Regions from separate parts of the Gossypium arboreum genome. Here region 2 is linked to region 1. The links are chromatin contacts, called in public Hi-C maps. All regions are on one chromosome and are shown on one strand. Each heading gives the region's core, a stretch centred on a gene start, on an enhancer-like site or on the middle of the called end of the contact. The rest is flanking DNA. Distances are from core to core; before and after follow the strand shown.

Region 1 (5,771 bases), core at 842-3,341:
TCACAAAATGTAAATTTAAGAGTTAATTTTTTTAAAATTAAGAATAAATTAACATAATATATAAATATTGAGATTTAAAAACTTGAGTAAGTAATTTACCCAAAAGGATGCTTTGCTTTTATTAAACAAGGATGATATACACTGAACAAAGCGCAAGAAGATGTAAAAAAATGCCAAAAACTCGGTTATTTTCATATAGAACTTTCTACTAGAGGTGAAAATGAAAAAAATGTACAGTAAGATAACTAAAACGCAGAGAACCCATCTGTTGTAGTATGAGTAGAGGAAGATGTTGATGGTGAATTTGAGTGAACTCTCCCTTCACTATGACTACCTCTATCTTCAGATTGTGATCGTTGCAGTCTTTGCACTGATGGTTTAGCTAGCGTCGGCAACGGGACGGCCACCGGGGCATAGACTCCGCTGTTCGGACTTGGAGTCACACTGGTTTCCCCTGATACTACTGCGGTTGTAGCCACCGAGGCATATTCTTGTGGAGGCACCCATATTCCTCCAACCACCACAAATTGAGGTGTTTGTGGGTTGTTGCCATTGCTGTTGATACTAGGGCTTGGTCTCCTTGTGTGCAATCTATATTTCTGAAACAAATAAACCGATCATTAGCTATATATGCCACCCTAAATCTAGTAGTTAATGAGTTAAATCAGTATAGAACAATTACAAACCTGTAAATGGCTTTTAACTTCATCATTTGTAAGTCCATCAACCTTCATCAGCTCCCTAATCTGCTTAGGCGTAGCCACTGCAAAAACAAATTCCATTTACATAAACAACAACAACTACTACAAAGAAATCGAAATAAATTGCACACTGCAAATGACAAAACTCACCATGTGAACCACCGAGTTGCTGAAGAGCATGCAAGAAGCGTTTATGCAACTCCGACGACCAACACCGCCTTTGCTTTCTCTGAGGCGGCTGCTGCTGCTGCTGCCCTTTCTCTACTTTTTTATTAGTATTTCCATCGTCGGCTGCTATTCCTCTGCTCCCACTTTCTGTCGTAGAAGCACTCGTAGTAGTGGTTGCTGTAGCCGAAGCATTGCCTTTTCCTACTGCTTCAACGCTCTTCTTCTCTACATTACCTTTTTCTTTATGGAACGGCTGAAATGCTCCACCATTTCCCTTCATTTGTACCCCACTTCCAGTTTTACCCACATCCTAAAAAAAAACCCAAATTTTGTTAAATATTTTCTTTTGCAATTAAAGAAAAATCCCCCCCCCCCAAAAAAAAAAAAAAAGGTTACCTCTTTGGAGGGTGGATTCCATAACTGAACAGATCTAAGCCAATCAGATTTCTTTTTATCAGCAGCAGCAACATTCTCATCATCATCATCATCGTCTTCCTCAGAGCAATTACAGCTTCTTTTGATGGGGATAAATTCTTCCAAAACAGGACTGTCACTCGATGTCTGTTCCGAGCACTCCGATTGACCTTGCATGTACATCTCTTTCTTGCATGACTCAATAGCTATTAAAAAACACACACCCAAACACAAATTTTAATAAAAAGGAAAAGAAATTAAATGAATGGTCAGTGGAGAACGCACAAACCTTGGGTGACAAGCTCAAAACACAAAGGAAGTTCACGTTGAAAGACTTGGATTTTTCGTCGTTCCTCTTCTAAAGCTTCCACATATTCATGGCATTTGCGCATTTTTTGAGCGTAATCCATCTCTCATAGCAAGGAAATTTTCTTTACTTAAAAAAGTAATTTTATTTCTTCCACACCGAGATTTTCAGAGACAGTGGATGATATAAATATATGTGAGGGGAAAGGGTTGGTTTCAAACCAAAGAGCATAGAGAGATCCGAACAAGATGAGAGACGCTAAGTCGAGGGAATTAGTTGTGATATTTTTTTTTCTAAAAGGATATAAAGTATAAACAGAATCATGAGGAGAATAAACTTTGGTACCAAGAAAAAGATAAAAAATGTTTACTTTAGAGAGAAAATAAAAGATAACGTTATGGATCGAGGAAGGAAATTAAGCGAGAAAATGGAAGAAAGAGAAAGGGCAAAAAAAAAACATCAAAGTCGTGCCGTCGGCCCGTCGCATAACAAGACGAATCTTTCATGTTTCGGTTTTTTGGTTAGAGAGAGATGAATATTCCAAAGTGATTCGATTTTGTCGTTTAGGGGTGAGTTGCCAGTGACGTCATCATTTAGCCCTTTCCTCTTTATTTTCAGATAAGATCAAAATCATCAATCACCCCTTTCTAAATTGGGTAAATTCACCACAAGTCACCCAATTTTTGGTTATCTTCTTTTTTGGCCACTCAATTATGATCTTTTTAAAATGGTCATCTAATTATGAATTTTTTTTTTAAATTGACCATCCAACTAGTTAAGATTGATTTTTATCTATTTCCAAAATTTTGTATAATAATAAATTTAGCTTTTAACTTTTACATATTATGTCATTTTAGTCATAATTTTAAAGAATTAACCCTTAAAATTTACAAATTGTCTCAATTTGATCCTAAACCTAAAAATTCAAAAATATATAAAATACATAAATATTTTTAAAATATAATAAAAATTTTAAAAATCATATAAAAATAAAAATATTATTAAAAAATAAATTATAAACTTTTAAAATATATAAAACTACATAAATATTTTTTAAAAATATTATAATATATTTAAATTTTATATTAATAATTATATTAATATCAAATAAAAATAAAAATAACCCTTTTCCTTTCCTCTTCCCCTACCGGCCTCCTCCCCCTCTTCTGTCCCTCTCCCTTTCTGTTAGTGTAGTATAAAACCTGACTTCCTTCTTGGTAAGATTAAGAGCTAAAACCCCTTTCATTGCACCAAATTGATAGAGAAACTTGACCATTGTTATGACACCATTTATTTTGTCTACACTTCTGTTGATGATTCCTTCCCCCATCCCATTCTCTTAGGATTATGACACCATTTATTTTGTCTACACTTCTGTTGATGGTTCCTTTCCCCCTTCCCCTCTCTTAGGATTACTCGTATTTGTAAGGCATGGTTCTTTGATGGAACGTCTTAGGGGATAACTAGGTGTCGTGCATGAAGACATGTTATCCCCTTAGACCTGACACGTATCCCTTAAGGGGTTCCTTGGATTTGTATCCTTGCCGTTATGAGAACAAGGAGGTGGTGAGCTAGGGAGTGACTAACTGGTGAGCTAGCAGAAAGGTGAGCTAGATAACATCCCTTCCTTGATTGAGTCAGATTCTAGATCACCCAGGCAGACCAAATTTCGAGTTTGTGAGGTATTATATAACAAATTTGTCTCCCACTTTTTTGAAAAAGAGTTATAAAGTGACTTTTCTAAAATAAGTTTACACACCTTACCCGTGTAATTGAGGGCTTGTTATGTAAGCTTTAATTAAAACTTATTGAGTAAGCTTTGTTGTGAAACAGTGGCGTGCAATATTCGATTCTTTGACCGTGTCACTAATGTTGATTTGGGCTTTGATATTATTTTCTTTCATAATGTTAAAACCGCCACTTAATTTAGCATTAACATTGGGGATAACAACGGTGTATATGGTGAGCAGCATAACCAAAAAAAGGCGAACTATATGGCGAAAATACTTGTAGTATAGTGAAAATATGGCAAACTATATATCGAGCTAGCTATACATCAAAAATTCGATGAGCAGTACAATGAAATTTCAGCGAGTTGTGCTTTAAAAATAGTGCAATTGGTACTGCAAAATATTACGAGCTTTATTGTGAAAATATTGTAAACTGTTTTGTAAAAATAATGCTAACGATGTTGCAAAAATACTGCGGATTGCACTTTAAAAATAATGTGAACTGTACTAAAAAACTACGTTATTTTTCTGAGGGTTTTGCATCTTTAAAATTGAAATCAATTGCATCTTTAAAATTGAAATCAACTTCATGAGAATGCTGTGATCCTAAATTTGCAACTGCAAGATTTTTGAAATCTTGTAAGTATAAGTCTGCGATCTTACATCGACGAGCTGCAAGATTCTGAGAATCTTGTAAGTATAAAGATGCGATCTTAAATTGACAAGTGGCAAGATATGAAAAATCTTGTAAGTATAAGGTTGCGATATTAAATCAGTAAACCACAAGATTCAGAAAATCTTTTAAGTATAAGGCTGCAATATTAAATCAGAGAGCTGCAAGATTCGAAAAATCTTATAAGTATAAGGTTGTGATATTAAATTGACGAGCCGTAAGATACAAAAAATCTTGTAAGTATAAAGCTTCGATTTTAAATCAACAAGCTGCAAGATTCAAAATATCTTGTAAGTATAAGATTGCGATCTTAAATCGACGAGCCGATAAGGTTGCGATCTTAAATCGACAAACTACAAGATTCGAAAAATCCAATAAGTATAAGGTTGCAATCTTAATCGACAAGTCACAAGACTCGAAAAATCTTGTAATTAGAGAATTGAGGTTAGAAGAAAATCGTGGAGTGAATTGAGGGAAGGAGAAAATCCTGCCAATTTCTATTGGAATATTGGGTTTAGGAAATGCAGGGAAAATAGGTTTAAGGAAAATTCAGAGTTTGAAATTTATTTCCAAAAAGTAAGAATTTGGTTGTGATATCTAAAGTAATTAACACTTAATCAAAATTGTACCTTTTCGATTCATTTAGGATGAATGCTTTGAATGAGTAGTCTTCTCCGCTATCCTCAAGCTCACGTCTGCCGAGTGTAGGCTCACTTCGAATTAGAAAATTTTTCACAAAATTATCAATTGGAAATTTTGAAATTTCTCTAAACATCTAGGTCAAGTTGTAAATAATAAAAATATCTTTAGAAATCTTCTAAAATAATTTATTTAGAGAAATTTCTCTTTACAACTTTCTCTTATGTAACATCCCGAATTAGGGTCTAGTCGAAATAGTGGTTTCGAGACCATGAATCTGAAGTAGAAATAATTATTTTGTGATTTTTATGAGGTCTCTAATATGATTACATACTTGTGTGAAAATTTCATGAAGCAATTTTATGTGTAAAGTGTCCAATTTAACTTTAGGGGCTAAATTGAAAAAGTTGCAAAATTAAAGATTCTAGAAGCTTTAAGTATGAAATTGTTTTAGATTAGTAATTAGAGGTCCTTAAATATCAATTTGCCCAATTTCTATTTTTATGGACAAAAATGGGCATGCCTTGGTAAAATTTTAAATGAAGGCCTTAAGGGCATTTTTGTCCTTTGGTAAATAAAAGAATAAAAAGGGAAAATAAAGTCAAAATCTCATCACCCTTCTCATGCTTGTGCCGAATTTGAAGATTCGCCATAGCTAGGGTTTCTTCAATCTTTCAAGCTTGATAGTAAGTACATCCTAGCCCCGTTTTTAATGTTCTTTATGTTTTTGAGATCTTTGAAACATGAACTAGCTATTTCTACCATTGTTTTAAGCTAGGGTTCATATTCAAAAATTTATCCATGTGTTTCATGCATGTATTTTGATGATTTATGAAGGAGTATGAAAGTTTAGTGTTAGATAAACATCTTTTCCTAGGTGATTTTTCATAAAAACACCAAAAAGGACTTATTTGTAAAACATGCAAAAATAAGTGTCAAAGATGTGATTTGATGAAAATTTGGGCTGTTATAAGAAGAAATATGAATCGGCTAGGCTTGGGTAACAAAGAAATTGGACACATTTCATTTTACGAGCTTAGGGACAAAAGTGTAAATATGTCAAAGTTTAGGGGTAAAAGTATAATTTTGCGATAGTATGATTTTTGGACTAAATTGAATAATGTGGATATTAAATAAGT
Region 2 (5,772 bases), core at 2,075-4,574, 65 kb after region 1:
ATTCAAATAGTGTTCCTCTCGTCGAATAAGTTATGCATAGCAACTATTGCTCATCCGGTGTCCCAGCGAGTTGTCGAATGGTTTGATTCTCCATTTTTCTAGTTCACTGAGTGTATTTTCAATTTCTTCCTTGTAAGACAGTGTTTTATATTCGGATTCTTTTACTTGTTGTTGTTTTCGCATCAAATATCTTCTCTTTATAGTGATCGAGCTAACTTCTCAATTTTCGATTCAAACTAAGGTCCCCAGTTCTGACCTGATCACAAGTAAAAGAAATGAAAAATTATAATTTTTCCAATCCCCAGAAATGAAACCAAATTTTGATGGTTGCCTAAACCACCAAATATCAATTTCCTACGCTCTAATTGAATTAAACAGTAGTATAGAGAAGTAGGGTCGATCCTACAGGTATTGAGACTCCTAATTTTCGTGTTATGTGACTAGATTCTTTAGTCTAGGCAACTGTTGTGCCCACGACTTGTACGTACATAGCTAAATAAAAAATAAAAAGGGATTTTAGTTGAAAAAAGAAAATAAAATAAAAATGAATAGAACGTAATAATAACAGAATGATAATTACAAAATAAAATTAAGTATTTTAAATTAAATTGGTAAATCAAATATGTGAATGCTTAGCCTTAGCCTCTGTACCATCTGAACTCAAATCGATCCTTAAAAGAGAATTTTTTTCCTTCTAAATGATAAGCTGGTTGTAGTAATCAAGGACGCCTCAACCGCCAACTCTTTCTTGTGTAATTGGTTCCAAAATGACCTGCAAACCAACCCTTATCGATTATCTAACCACATAACACTTGTCCGCAATTTAAGATTTCGACAGCCTTGCAATCTAGAAGAGTCAAACTTGAATTAACGGCCTCAACCATGGGGATTGTTTAAATTCGATCACTATCTCCTTTGACGGAATCCAACTAGCTTTTTCCAACTGGACACGCCAATTTTTGCTTGGGAACTCGAATACGGCAGACAACCGACTTGCTTTCCCAACTGTAGGCCAAAAAAAAAAAAACTCCCTCTCAATGTGTACTTTGAGTAGAAATTGGATTAACTTTGGGGGACGAATGTGACTATCCCATATTCTGGAGAGATAATAAATATCGTATCTTAAGGTTTTAGTGCAGATTTATTTCTCATAATTCTCAACTGGGACGATGACCAGTCTAAAGCTAAATGAGGATTAGTTGAGCATGAGATTAATTATGCTTTGTTGGATTATGAAAATGAATTTTAATGTAATGATGATAGGTGAAAAAGGGAGGGGACTTAAAGAACAATTACACCAAAATAAGAAATAAAAAAAAGGAAATGGCAGCATGCTTGACAAGCTACAGATGTAAGAAAGGAAAATTTGTCTTGTTTTGAATTCAAGTCTCAAGTTTGTGTGTTTTCAAGCTAAAATTACCAGGCTTTTATACACCCGTCAAAGCTAATTTAACATAATTTCCTCCTAAAATTATATTTAACAAGCAACAAAAAAATCAGATTTTTTTCTAATTATAGGATTTGACAAAATCAAAATCTGGTTTTTTCATAAACAGTTTTGCAACTTTTCAATTTGGCCCATTTTCTTTCTTTTTGTTCTAATTTAGCCCAATTTGCTTATTTTTTGAACTTCGGCATTCCAATTGCGTCCTGATAAAATTTAAATAAGAAACCACAAGCTTGGTAGCATTTTATTCAAGATTTGACCAAAAATAAGTACATTAAACTAGGGGCGAGTGTTCGATCGAATTGAATGAAAGTTTTTTGAGTTAATCAAGTTGACGAATCCTATTTTATCATCCTAACTCGATTTGAAATTTTCTCAAATCGAGTCGAGTGAGATGGATTTCGACTCGAATCGATTATATTTTTTCGAGTTTAATTAAAAGATGATTTTGGTGTTTTTTTTTATATAAATTTTTTTAAAATCTTTTTCTTTAATTTTTTTAAAAATGATTATTCAAAGAAAAATTGAAGTAAATAAATAAAAGAAACTAATTAAAAAGAATAAGAGGATTTTAATTTTTACGGGTAGAGGGGGAGAAATTAAATATTTATGGGACATTTCAATTTTTGGGAGTAAAAAGAGAAGGGAAAGTAAAAATTTTTGGAGGTAAGGGAGGATAAAAAATTTGTAGGGGATTTGATTTTTGGGGTAAAAGGGGAGGGAAAGTAAAAAAAATGAAGAGAAGAGTTGGGTTAGGTGGGGGCAGAAACCGGGGAGTGGAGTCGGGGTGGGGTACTTTAATATTTGGTTTTTTCAAGTTATTCAAATTCGAAACCTCAACTCAATTCAAATTTAAAATTCAAAAAAAAAATCGAGTTGACTCGATTAACTCGATTAATTTGATTAATTCATTTCAAATAATTTAAATTTTAAATTTTTTTTAATTTTTTTAAATCAAATCGAATTTTACTCACCCTACATTAAACACACAAAATTAGCTTGCTACTACTAGATAATAAGTTTCCCATAATTTTATCTTATGTTTTGAAGTTAGAGATGACAACTTGAGCTGACTTTTTTTTCTTCGGGTATTGAATTTTGTTGTTTGGTAATATTATTATTATTATTATTATTATTATTATTATTATAAATTGATTGTTTGTCTGTTATAGCCTCTACTAGATATTTTTGATCAACTTTACTTCATCAACTGTAATGTTTTAAATATCATTACTATATAGTGTTCTTTTCATTCCTTTTTTTTTTCCATGTGTTGGGTTGATAAATAAGATGTATAAAAACATTCTATGCGAAAGACAATATTAGAAAACTTATATTGAGTACGATAAAATTATAAAGTTTTGAAACCTAAAGCAAAGATATTTGGGTTAAGAAGCTTAAATTATTATCTTTTGTAAAAGATAAAAATTAATTTATTGAATTTTAGAATTAGAATTAAATTAACAAATTTTATAAATTTCAAAAGTTAAATTTATTGACTTTTTCTTATTTCGAACTAGAATGATACATTTTGTAAACATTAAGAGTTAATTTTATTAAATATTTTATATTTAAGACTAAATTAATATAATATGTAAATATTAAAGGATTAAATTTATTAATTTTAAATGACAAAAATATTTAATTTTAAAAATTTTAATAACTAAATAAAATAATAATAATCCAATAACCAAAATATAACTAATACAATAATTTAATAATATTTTTATAGTTTACCCCAACAAAGTAAAAAACAATAGAAAGCATAGTGAACCAACCAGTCAAAAAAAATGATGAGAAAGCCCACAGTTGTCACCGTAATCATAAGAGGTTTGTTGGCATGGATGGGCTGTCATTGAGCCGCCTTACCACGCGCATCAAGCCGCTAGTGTGTTGAGTAACAGAAGAAGCGGTGGCTCGCAAAACGAGGACAAAGTTGCTTAAGGTTCTAACATGGATGGCCCTTGGAATAGGTGAAAGGATTTTAAATTTAATGGATACGCGGTGTGGGGAAGCGTGAGTCCACGCTCTCTAGATTCTCCCTGTTCCTCGCACAACACGTTTCGTGATTCCCCCACTCGCCACTCGTATATTCGCCTTCCCGACTTCCATTTTTGTTTCAATCTCCTATGCAACTAATAATAATTAATTAATTTAATTAATTAATGGAGGAGAAACTAGCCTGTGACGTTCCTACGAAGCTATTGTAAGTCTGCAGACATGACCATGCTATTAGTAGAAACGTCAAAGATTACCGTATAATCCAGCTATTTTATATAAATAACCTAAAATTTTAATTAATTGCAAAAACAACCCGTATGTTACGGTATTCATCGGTGTCTGATTAACTGGTGGCACCTCCCCTTTTTTCTCTAATCATGATTCAATCGTTAATGTTTTAAAAAAAATTAATGGTGTTGTGACATAGTAGCTACACCAGACTGAAATGTGATTATATAAAATATTTAGAGACCTAATGAAGCAATTACGCTTTTTGAATTGGCTAAAAAAAGGATTTTTGTAACACATCTTACCCGATTCAGTCGCCAGACCTAAATTATAGGATATTACAATAATCAACGGAATAGCTGCATGCAAAACTTAATTCAAAATATCAATTAAATATGTCATATTGACACCAAGCAACTCCTCGACATGAACACTTTAGACTATGCAAACCAACTTACAAATGTACCTCATCTGGTACACTAATGACATCTCCATTTATATCCTATACCATTGAAATCAAGCACACATTTCTTCTCCATTCATTTTCATACTAATCATTTATGCATCAAGCCATTCACAAAAACAAACAAAATATTGACATTCATCACTCATACACATATAATAAGATACAAAACATGTAAATATAATATGCAAGCCTTAAAAACTAACATTATATGTAAATTATGACCATTATCATTCATTCAAAGAACTTAGACATGTCAACCTATATACATGCCACGTATGTCAATTATAGAAAATAGAAAACGAAATGGAGTAAGAATTGCATATGCTTCGTAAGTTCATAGGTAAAATTTTACTCAACTTACTTTAATCAATTAACAATTTAAACAATTAAGACATACTAAGACTAACATGAAAATCCTTTGGCATCCCGTTACTTTTACATGTACATCAAGATATACATTAAAGGGTTAGTCTATTTGTAACAAAAACCCTAAAATTAAATTCTTATATACAACAATTCCATTATACATCATAGACTATTTGAATCATGTTCAAATTATAAACACAATAATTCAATTCATGATCATACCTTTCAACCATTTAATTTCCATTTTAATCGCCATTTTTGCCTAGAGACCTATAGTAAATTAATGCCGAATACATAGGATTGTTTTATTTCCACAAACTATAGAGTTGATTTGCTTATACAAGCTTTATTCGATGCTACTCACTTAAGTTGTCGAGAATCCATATTAAGTACTGGATCTCAAGCATTGAAAAAGAATACTTTGATTTGCTCACACAAGTTGTGATATTTAGGCTGCTCACACAAGCTGTGGGTTAGGTTTACCGTCGCAGCTTATCCGATTTTGCTTACTCGAGTTGTTGAGAAACACATGCTGGATCTCAACCATCGATAAATAAATCCCTGACCAACGCATGGTTACTATTTTGAACCTTAATGTTATGTCATTCATATTCTAATCGTTTACTAAATTCATTCAGGTACCGTTATAGTTTATGTATCATTTCAATCCTCTAACTGTACACACACTTTTCATATATCGAATAACAATCCATACACATTTTTAACCTTATAACATCATTACATACATACTATTCAATTACATAGTGATCACTTTCATTTAATAGCATATACCTATTCAAATTTATCATTTAATTTGTATTTTATGATTGAGTCCATTTGATGCCAAAACACAATAATCATGATAATACAACTATAAAAATTTAAAAATATATAAAAAAATATTATGAATTAATAAAATAAATCCCATATGAACTTACTAGATACAAACAACAATAGAAGAAGTGTCAGAGACTAATCTACAATTTTCCTTTTTCCTCGATTATCACTGGTTGATTCGATTCTTGATTTATATGGTAATTCATTTCAAAATATCAGTGCTAATTACCTTATTACATTCTATTTAATACATATGAAAATCCAATTTTGTTTTATAAAATTCCCTAAAGTTTTATAATTTATTCAATTTAATCCCTAAAACCGAAACAAGCATATCTTTCATATTTAAGCCCCAATTTTCAATTCAATTCTGATCTCATCCCTATAAAGCTCTCAAACATCTATATTTATAGAAATTTCATGCCAA

The links. A called contact is a pair of places that touch in the nucleus more often than the background predicts.
Region 2: a contact with region 1 is called in a Hi-C map of leaf, with 1.5 times the contacts expected there. The contact joins the enhancer-like site here to the promoter of LOC108462977 in region 1. A contact is called at or near these places in 2 of 5 Hi-C or Micro-C datasets (both in leaf).

The regions. Positions count from the first base shown.
Region 1 is chr13:14,462,247-14,468,017 of ASM2569848v2, forward strand. It overlaps LOC108462977 (transcription factor HHO3), which reads right to left and starts at 2,092. Exons shown (of 5, transcript XM_017762898.2): 1 at 1,573-2,092; 2 at 1,266-1,489; 3 at 852-1,179; 4 at 687-763; 5 at 95-599. The coding sequence starts at 1,693. The coding sequence ends at 246.
Region 2 is chr13:14,525,892-14,531,663 of ASM2569848v2, forward strand. No RefSeq gene overlaps it. Among protein-coding and RNA genes, the nearest start is that of LOC108462488, 44 kb to the left of the region's middle. Within about 2 kb of position 3,325, at least 1 of the 2 cell types and tissues checked has an H3K27ac peak or open chromatin away from gene starts, as enhancers often do. A contact at or near this core is called in leaf, where this site is marked.